3 separate regions of the Sus scrofa genome follow, and regions 1 and 3 are each linked to region 2. A link is a contact called in public Hi-C and HiChIP or PLAC-seq data. All regions are on one chromosome and are shown on one strand. Each heading gives the region's core, a stretch centred on a gene start, on an enhancer-like site or on the middle of the called end of the contact. The rest is flanking DNA. Distances are from core to core; before and after follow the strand shown.

The links. Hi-C and Micro-C count contacts between places; a contact is called where the count stands out from the background. HiChIP or PLAC-seq counts read pairs in DNA pulled down with a chosen protein or histone mark.
Region 1: a contact with region 2 is called in an H3K27ac HiChIP or PLAC-seq map of skeletal muscle. The contact joins the enhancer-like site here to the promoter of SAMD4A in region 2. A contact is called at or near these places in 5 of 5 promoter capture datasets (fetal liver, fetal skeletal muscle, liver and 1 more), 22 of 47 Hi-C or Micro-C datasets (alveolar macrophages, brain, embryonic fibroblasts and 13 more) and 2 of 2 datasets of contacts at active chromatin or transcription factors (alveolar macrophages and skeletal muscle).
Region 3: a contact with region 2 is called in a Hi-C map of retroperitoneal adipose tissue, with 2.4 times the contacts expected there. The contact joins the enhancer-like site here to the promoter of SAMD4A in region 2. A contact is called at or near these places in 2 of 5 promoter capture datasets (liver and skeletal muscle), 25 of 47 Hi-C or Micro-C datasets (adipose tissue, alveolar macrophages, brain and 15 more) and 2 of 2 datasets of contacts at active chromatin or transcription factors (alveolar macrophages and skeletal muscle).

What each region holds. Positions count from the first base shown.
Region 1 is chr1:184,119,802-184,122,501 of Sscrofa11.1, reverse strand. It overlaps SAMD4A (protein Smaug homolog 1), which reads right to left. Exons shown (of 13, transcript XM_021102232.1): 10 at 1,114-1,315. Among named protein-coding and RNA genes, the nearest start is that of GCH1, 140 kb to the left of the region's middle. Within about 2 kb of position 1,276, at least 30 of the 83 cell types and tissues checked have an H3K27ac peak or open chromatin away from gene starts, as enhancers often do. A contact at or near this core is called in embryonic fibroblasts, fetal skeletal muscle, omental adipose tissue and 2 more, where this site is marked.
Region 2 is chr1:183,913,959-183,916,658 of Sscrofa11.1, reverse strand. SAMD4A (protein Smaug homolog 1) reads right to left here and starts at 1,322. Exons shown (of 13, transcript XM_021102232.1): 1 at 959-1,322.
Region 3 is chr1:184,137,604-184,140,303 of Sscrofa11.1, reverse strand. It overlaps SAMD4A (protein Smaug homolog 1), which reads right to left. Exons shown (of 13, transcript XM_021102232.1): 13 at 182-2,700. Among named protein-coding and RNA genes, the nearest start is that of GCH1, 130 kb to the left of the region's middle. Within about 2 kb of position 1,268, at least 35 of the 83 cell types and tissues checked have an H3K27ac peak or open chromatin away from gene starts, as enhancers often do. A contact at or near this core is called in adipose tissue, brain, fetal liver and 4 more, where this site is marked.

The sequences.
Region 1 (2,700 bases), core at 27-2,526, 210 kb before region 2:
GAAAAAAGAACGCTCAGCTGGCAACAAGCTGGCACAACTCAGCTGGTGTGTTTCTTATGGCGCGGGTGTCCTAGTGGTGATTTCCTCTTGGACGGGTGTGGGGGCTTCCTGCAGCGGTCAGGGCGTGGGGGCTTTCTCCTACCCTGTGCTGCTTCCTTGGGGGAGTGAATCCTGCCTATTTCCTGTTTTTAAACCAAGCTGTCAACCCTCAGCTTCTCATGACAACCTCAGACCCACCTGTGTTCTTCTGACCCCAGCCCCAAATGGCAGATCCCCACGAAGCTGGTGCTGGGTGGGGTGGGGGAAGGGACAAATGGGTCGAGGAGCCAGGGGACAGAGGTCAGCTCTAAGCCACACAGCAAGAACCCCTAGGCAGCCTGGCCTTGATGGACTGGGAATGTTTCAACTCTCCCTCTGACAGCCTCTCTCAGGCTCCTTCCTGTGGCTTCTCTACCACAGCTGGGATCTTATTTGCCTCAGATGAAAAGGCTAAGAAAGCTTCTTAAATGCTCAGGCTCTTCTGGAAGCCAAATCTGGAAGGTGGTGGGATCTGCTGGGACAGGTCAAGGATCAAGGCAAAGAAGAACTAGGTCTGTGAGGCAGGGATAAATTAGGAATTTAGGAGTAACATACACACACTGCTACTCATAAGATAGACAAACGACAGGGACCTACTGTGTAGTACAGGGAACTCTACCCAATACTTTGTAATAACCTATATGGGAAAAGAATCTGAAAGAGAATATATAACACTGAATCACGTTGCTGTACATCTGAAACTAACAGAACACTGTAAATCAACTATACTTCAACAAAAATTGATTAGAAAAGAAAGAAGCCGTAGGTCTTGCATTTCTTCCTACAGGCTCCATGTGCAGGACCCCCACCGTTAAGGTGGTCATAGAGCATCCTAAAGAAATCCCTGGGAAGCCAGGTGCCACCACGGCCTTGCTTTATCCCCAGTGAAATGGTGCAAAGAGCCTCTGAGGCACAGGGACAACTGTCCTCGGTGGAGGGTCCCACCCCCAGGCCACTCCCCTCGCCTTGGGGTCATTATCTGCTGAGATGTCCTGAGCCTGGCTGGCCCACCCTCTTCCCCGGGGAGGAGCAGACCTGTCTTCCTTGTTTCATGATGGTGGGGTTGGCTGCGGTGTTGCGCTGCGTGGAGCTGACGAAGCCACTGGTGCCCAAGAGGCCAAGGCGGGCGGAAGGGACATTCCGGGCAGGGATCTGGTACTGGCGTGGGTTCCGTCTGCCCATGCCACTGCCCACAGAGCCGGCCGTCGGGAGTGAGTTGGACTGTCCAAAGCCACGACTGTGAAATCAAGCAGAGAAGAACCAAGGCCATCAGTCATCCTCAGCCCTTCCCAGCCCCTAGGTGCCTCCTTGGGGTGGGCTCACATTTTGATAGTTATGAGGACTATGGGGGTCAGGGCTCTATGACTGAAATGACAGCTTAATCTGAGCACTAATAGCACTGGGACTCTACGGTGATTCTGCAATCCTCCTGACAACCCGAGGAAGCAGGCATTCTATCCCTTTTACAGCTGAAGTAAAACAGAGAGCTTAATAATTTCCAGAGGTCACACAGCCATTAGGGTGCAGTGCTGGAATATGAGCCCAGTTTCACCAGTGGGATCTCCTTCTTCCGCTGTGTCACATGCCCTGAGCCCTCACGGGCCCAGCCTGAGGCCACACAGCAAGAAAGCGCAGCGCCAGCACCAGTGCCCCTTCCATCAGACCAAAGTCTGTTTCTCAGGTCTGGGTGGGCAGCCGACTTGCAGGAAGTGGCCTTTGAGCATAAGCTCCCCAAGAAAAAAGACGGCATCTGTCCTCATCAATCCCGAGGGGCCCATGCTTGGATAGGCTGCTGGCAGTACATGCAGGTTGAATGAATGAATGACTCGGTCTCTGCCGTCATGATTGCCTCTCCGAATAGAGGAGCAGACCCCACATTGGGGGCTCAGACTGCCAGGCTAAGACGAGGGATATGAGGATGAAGATGATGATGTTGGCAAGCGTTTTGGGCCCAGGACAGTGACCGTTCCCGGTGTCTCAGGCCCTTCCTGCATGAAGACCCTGGTTACACGCTTCGCCTGGGTCTGCGCAGGGAGGTGGCCGGGGACCCCTGGCATCAGGCTTGGACACTCTGCTCCCATTGGTCTGATGACCTCAGCGCCGAAGAACTCTTCCCCTGCAGCAGGGAGGGAGCACGGCAGCCAGCAGGGTTTCAGGAACCAGCACATTCTTTCCAAGAAGAGTCAGCTTTAGTCATTCACTGCTTTTTAAATCGAAATGCTTTACCTCCAATGGCCACAAGATGGAACAGACTTGCCTTGCACAGGGGCAAGTCACACAGGGGAGGTATGCACCAAGCCTGTGTGGAGACTCTGGGAGACAGGGCTGACGTAGTTTAACCAGAAGGTGGGGAGGGGGCTGCTGCCAAACAGTTATTTCCCGGGAAAAAGAGAGTTTTGCGTGGCGGGGGGTGGGGGGAGGCGGTGGAGAGGGGAGGGGGCGGAGCATCATCAGTACAGTTATCTCAGAAAATGTTTCTTTCCTCCCCAGAATTCCTACATTTCCAAGGAAGTGGGGGGCGGGGAAGAGAATTCCACAGTGAACTGGTGGCAACTGATTGTTGGGCTTGTGTTTTTCCACTTCTTTCCAGGCTTTTGTAGCCAAGGGGTTCCCAGTTCTGGT
Region 2 (2,700 bases), core at 73-2,572:
GCGAAAGCCCGCACCAGCAACAGATCTTCCTCGAGCAGAAAACTTGCAATGCGGCTGCGAAGGGGCGCGGGGGTGGGGGTGGGAGCTAATGCAAAGCAGAGGCTGAAGCAGCAGCAGCCAGAGTTCCTTCCTCCTCCTCCTCCTCCTCCTCCTCTTATTCCCCCTCCCCCCCTCCCCTTCGCCACCACCTCCTCCTCCTCCCGGAGAAGCAGCCGAACGGCTGCAGCTCCATCTACAGCAACAGCCAGCATCTCCACCGCCAGGCGCCCCTCTGGATTTAGGCCGTGAGCGGCCGCGGCAGCAGCTCAAGACAAAAATAAACTCTCCCCACCCAAAGCTCCGAGCCCAGCGGGCGGAGGCTCAGCCGGAGCCCCGGCTCCCCCGCGCCGTGCCGCTCCAGCCCACCCGGGATGTCTCCGAGGGCCTACTTCGCCCTGAACGATCAAATGAGTGCGTGCGTGTGCGTCTGTGTGTATGTGAGTATGTACGTGTGTGTGTGCTGTAGGCATCCTGCCCCCGCTGCCGCCGCCTACGGGCGGGTCTGTCCGGCCCAATGCCTCGCCCGCGCGTCCCAGGCCGAAGGCGGCACAGACACGAGCGCATGCCGAGCGCGGGTCTGCCGGAGCCCACAGCACTGCCTCCCCTGGTGGGCAGGGTGGCTCGGCAGGGACTGCGGCTCCACGACGCTGGCACACGCCCCCAAACGACTGACAAGAAGAAAAGTTCGGTTTCGAGGGCTCCCCCAGTCCTAAACCAGTCCGGGTGGCCGCCGGGGGTGGCGGCGGCGGCGGCGGCGAAGAGGGACTAGCAACTCAGCCAACCCTTGAGGGGCGGCTCACTCCCAGCATCCGGTTTCCCCGCTCCCAGAACTTCCCGAGCGGAGGGGGCACGTCCCCCGGGAAAAGGACCTAGGGCCCCGCGGGTCCCCTCCCTGGGGCAAATGAGAGAGGGCGCTCACCTCGGAGCGGTTCATCTCGGCGGCTCGGGGCCCCAAGCGCGGGTCCGGGACCGCGGCAACTCTCAGCGAGGTTGGGGACGCCCGAAGCGCGGGCTGCGGGCCATGCCGTCGGAGCGGGCGGCGCTGAGAGAGCGCAGCGCTGCGGGTCCCAGCCGCCGCTCCTGCTGTCTCCAGTGTCGGCTGGCGGAGGACTGAGCCGCCGGAGCCGGAGCTCCCCACATGCTACTGATTAACATACACCATTACATCATGGGCTTGGCAGGGAGCGCCCGAGCGGGGGGAGAGGAACCCGGGCGGCGGCGGCTGCACACTGGGGGAGTCGGGGGAGGATCCCCGGACCCGGCCGGCGGCGAGGGTGGGGGGCGGATTCCTTAGCGGGGACCAGAAAAGGGGAGGGGATCGAAGAGGGAGGAGCCGGATGGCGCAGTGGGGTAGGGTTGGAGGAACAGCGGGGGGAGGGAAGAAGTTTGGAGAAGGGGAGGGGTCCAAGTGAATTCCTCCCCTCGACCGCCCGCGAGTTCTGGAGGGGTTGGGGCGCTGGAGCAGCTGGAGAGCAGGCGGAAGGGGACTTGGAGGGCGCTGCAGCGGAGTCGGTGCTGCCACAGGCTGCTCGTCCTTGGGAATGTGGTTCGCCGACTCGGGTGACCCCTTGCCCTTACTGGGGCCCGGGAGTGGCAGGGTCCTGGGGTCACCAGCGCTAGGGGCGTGGAAGGGTTCCGGGGTTCGCGGACCCGAAGAGCGGAGGAGGCGGAGGGGCGGTATGCAACGCTGGACGTGCCTAGGCACCGGGCTCCGTGCGGCCCGTGTCCCAGGAGCGCGAAAAGTGCCGGGAAGCTCACCCCTCTCCTGGGTCGGGCCTTGGATGCCCTTTGCTCCTGCGCCGCTCTCCCCTGGGGAAGCCGCCAGACTTCTGGGGCCAGCCGGCGAGCTACGTCTGGCGCGCGGGCTGCAGCTGCGGACCTTGAGCGGAGACGAGCGCCTCCCCGGGCGGCAAGGAGGCAGACGAGGCCACCTGTCAGCGCGTCTGAGTCACCGGGCTGGGCAGCCTTTACCTGGACCTGCTGAGTGCGCGAGGCCGAGGCCCGGCAGGGGCTTCTTAGGTCCTGGCCGCGCAGAAAAGGAGGGGGATGGGGATGGGGCTGCGGAGCCGAAGCCAGACGGCACAGAGAGAGCTGGGAAAGCGCCCTCCGGTAATAGAGGATGGGTCAAAAATACACTAACACCTGAAAATCGCTTTGTCTTCTAACTTTAATTGATTATTCACAGGTAGACTTGATAACCAAATCCTTGCTATCCGTATTTTCGAGCATTTCTCCAGCACCTTGAGGTTTTGTTTATGAGTACTGAGAAATTAGTGAAACGCATGCCTCAAACCTGGCCCTCCCTGCTCTTGTTAATATAGTATTTTTTTTTTAATTATTGGAGTATACTTGACTTAAAAGTTGTTAATTTCAGGCATAGAGCAAAGTAAATCACACATATACATTTATATGTATTTATATACATATATATCCATTCCTTTTTGCTAATACGGATTTTTTTTTAAGATAAAGTATCTGAGATATTCTACTGATTAACACTTCCTTCTTTAACTCCAGCATATGTCCCTAGATTTTCAATCCTTCCTTCCTTCCTCAAACCTAGTTTTTGCACCGTTTAGTTCCTGTCAGACATGTAACAGTGCCTAACCATCTGTCGGGGGTATTGAAAGGAATTGTGGAGTTGCAAAAATTTAGGTGTCA
Region 3 (2,700 bases), core at 19-2,518, 220 kb before region 2:
AAGACAAACAAACTGAAGCAAAAAAACGTGGCTCATAGTCGGAAGACCAGATTTGGTAGAACAGTCAAGTGGGAATAGTTTACATGGATGTCAAGCTTATCCTTGCTGGCTGGCTTATTTCTAAGATTCAGTTCTTGTTTTCGAATCAATCATATTGACAAAAAGGAAAAAAGACACACACCAGTGTTACAAAACCTTGTATTAATCATTTCCCTTCACTTTCAATATAACGTTGATATGAAATATAGCCATGATTCTTAGTTACATGGGAGGAAATGAGTAATAAATACATTGTAGCAAGTTTAAACCACAAGGGTGTTTCACTGGTAACAACATTTGAAAACTGTACACTTGCAAAGAACAGCATCTTCAAACATTAGTATATCTGTATATCAGTAAAGCTTTTACATGTAACAAACATGCTATTTCCATATATGACAAATTTAAAAAATATGCATTGCTTGGCAACATGAACTAGGCAAAAATAGTTCTTTGTTCACTAACTTTATACAGGAAAACAGGACGAAAGGCATGCATGTACAAGAGGGATGCCTGCACGGGGCATGCAACAAAAGAAAGCTTTTTAAAAGTCAGCTTACATTAGGCATAAATACATGAGGGTTATATATTAATAAGGGAGGAAGTCTTCTGCTTGACATTATTAACATTCCTGTTTTCTTCCTATTCCTCCCAGAGGAATACACATTCACCTTTAAGTAAAGATAAAGGAATTAAAAAAAAAACAAACCTCACTTTGCAAACATCTCTGATGACTTGTGAAACAAAACATCAACATTAGTGTTATCACAGCCCCATGTGCAAATTATCCTTCCGCAGGGCCTTCTTGTAACAGGCACGCCCGAGCGCCTTGGGTAGGCTGCTTCCCTGCACCGGAGGCTGAGCCTGGGCCGCCTGCCTGGGACATGCGCAGAGGGCCACCGAGATGGGGGCTGCTCCTCCTCCCCAGGCTGCCCTCCTCGTTGCCTGCTGGCGCATTCAACCCAGCTCAGCCCCCAGCCCAGGCTCTCGGAGAGATCCCGGTTCCAGGCGGGGGAAGCACATCTGCAAACCGTGCACTGGCACTGCACACTTGCACAAGAGGTGCAGAAGAACAGAAGATGGGAGAAGGCTCCCAGTCCCTAAAAGGCAGCCAACGACACCTCAAAAGAAAACCATGTTTCCCTCAGTGTCTCTTCAGACGAAAGGGAAGGGGCCCCAGCTGCGGCTCCAATCCCGAGTACCAAAAAGGGACATCAATACCCAGGGTTGGAGAGTTTGGTGCAAACAGCCGTCCTCTGCAGGCAGACCCAGCAGCGTCTGTTTTGCTTGCTGGCCCTTGTTTAAAAAGTGAAAAACTCAAAAAGCATGTGGAAAAAACAAAACAAAACATATCAGCAGCAATGTTTCATTTCTTGTACACAGTTCATGTGTGTCTTCCTACTGTTTCCGGTAAGAAACCACTATGAATAAAAAGCACCAATAAAACATCATACATGATAACAATATTGTAGAACACCACTGTCTCTGGGACAGTGTGGAGATGTCAAATACACACTGCTTAAATCACAACAAGGGGAAGAAAAGGGAACCAAGTAGTGAAATAGATTTTACTCTGCGTTTTTTTTCACTTTCACTTTTTTTCACTTTCACTCTTTACTTAATATAAAACAGTTGCATTTAGGGGTCAATGGGTAAATACAAAAAAAGGCACTGCCGCTTTATTACTAAATATCTGACTTCACAGCCTTATGCATGCAACTGTTTGTTTTATAAATAAAGTTCTTTTGCCTTTAGGATTTTTAGATTGAGCTGTATACCTGCAGTCAACACAGGACTCAAAACAAAGTGGGGACAGGCTCCTAAAATTTATCAGAACACTCAACTTAAAAAAAAAATTAAAATGCTAATAGCAAAACACAACTAAGTAGATAAGTCTATACACAGTCAATGAAAAATAAGCTTTTCTTTTTTTTTTAAAAAAAAGAATTGTTGTTATTAATAACAGACTTTATCATGGTTACCAGCCATAGCAAGTTAATAACATATCCAAAATAATATCTCTAATAATCAGATAACCATTGTTTCTATATTCAGTGAAGGAATAAATAGAAATTCAGATTTGCAAATACTTTAAGGTCTTCTTCCTTTTAAAGGATTCATGCTAATGTGATTGTGTTCACAATCTGTTTTCTGAACAACCCAAGTCTTTATGGATATATGTGTTCTGCAGCAGATCTGAATGCTTTCTCATTTCTCCACGAGACGTGTTATACCTTTTTTTCCCTTCTTCTATTGACGCTCTAAGCATCCATGAAAACACCTTCACAAACCCTATGGTCTTGCCTTTGGCCTTCAACTTCTTTGACCTGTTCTTCCCAGCTCACACGTGATCGTCCATCCTAACACATTCCCCAAGTAACCCTAAGCTTGCTTAGCCAAGGGGTGTGGTGGATGAATGTTAATGGCACTTGGTTAAAAAAAAAAAAAATTAACTAAAAAACGCTGCCTCTTTCTGCACATGGATTTGCCTCTTTAGAATAGTCACCCAAGGAGAGTGCTCTCTTTTTCTTTTTTTAATGCAGTGCAGGATGTTGTGGATTTAAGCCTTCTTTGCTTGCTAAAGGCTCTCTACTGTTAAGATGTTCCCACGCTTTCGACGTTAAAAGGACTTCACAAGCTTTACAACATCCAAGGCTGTTT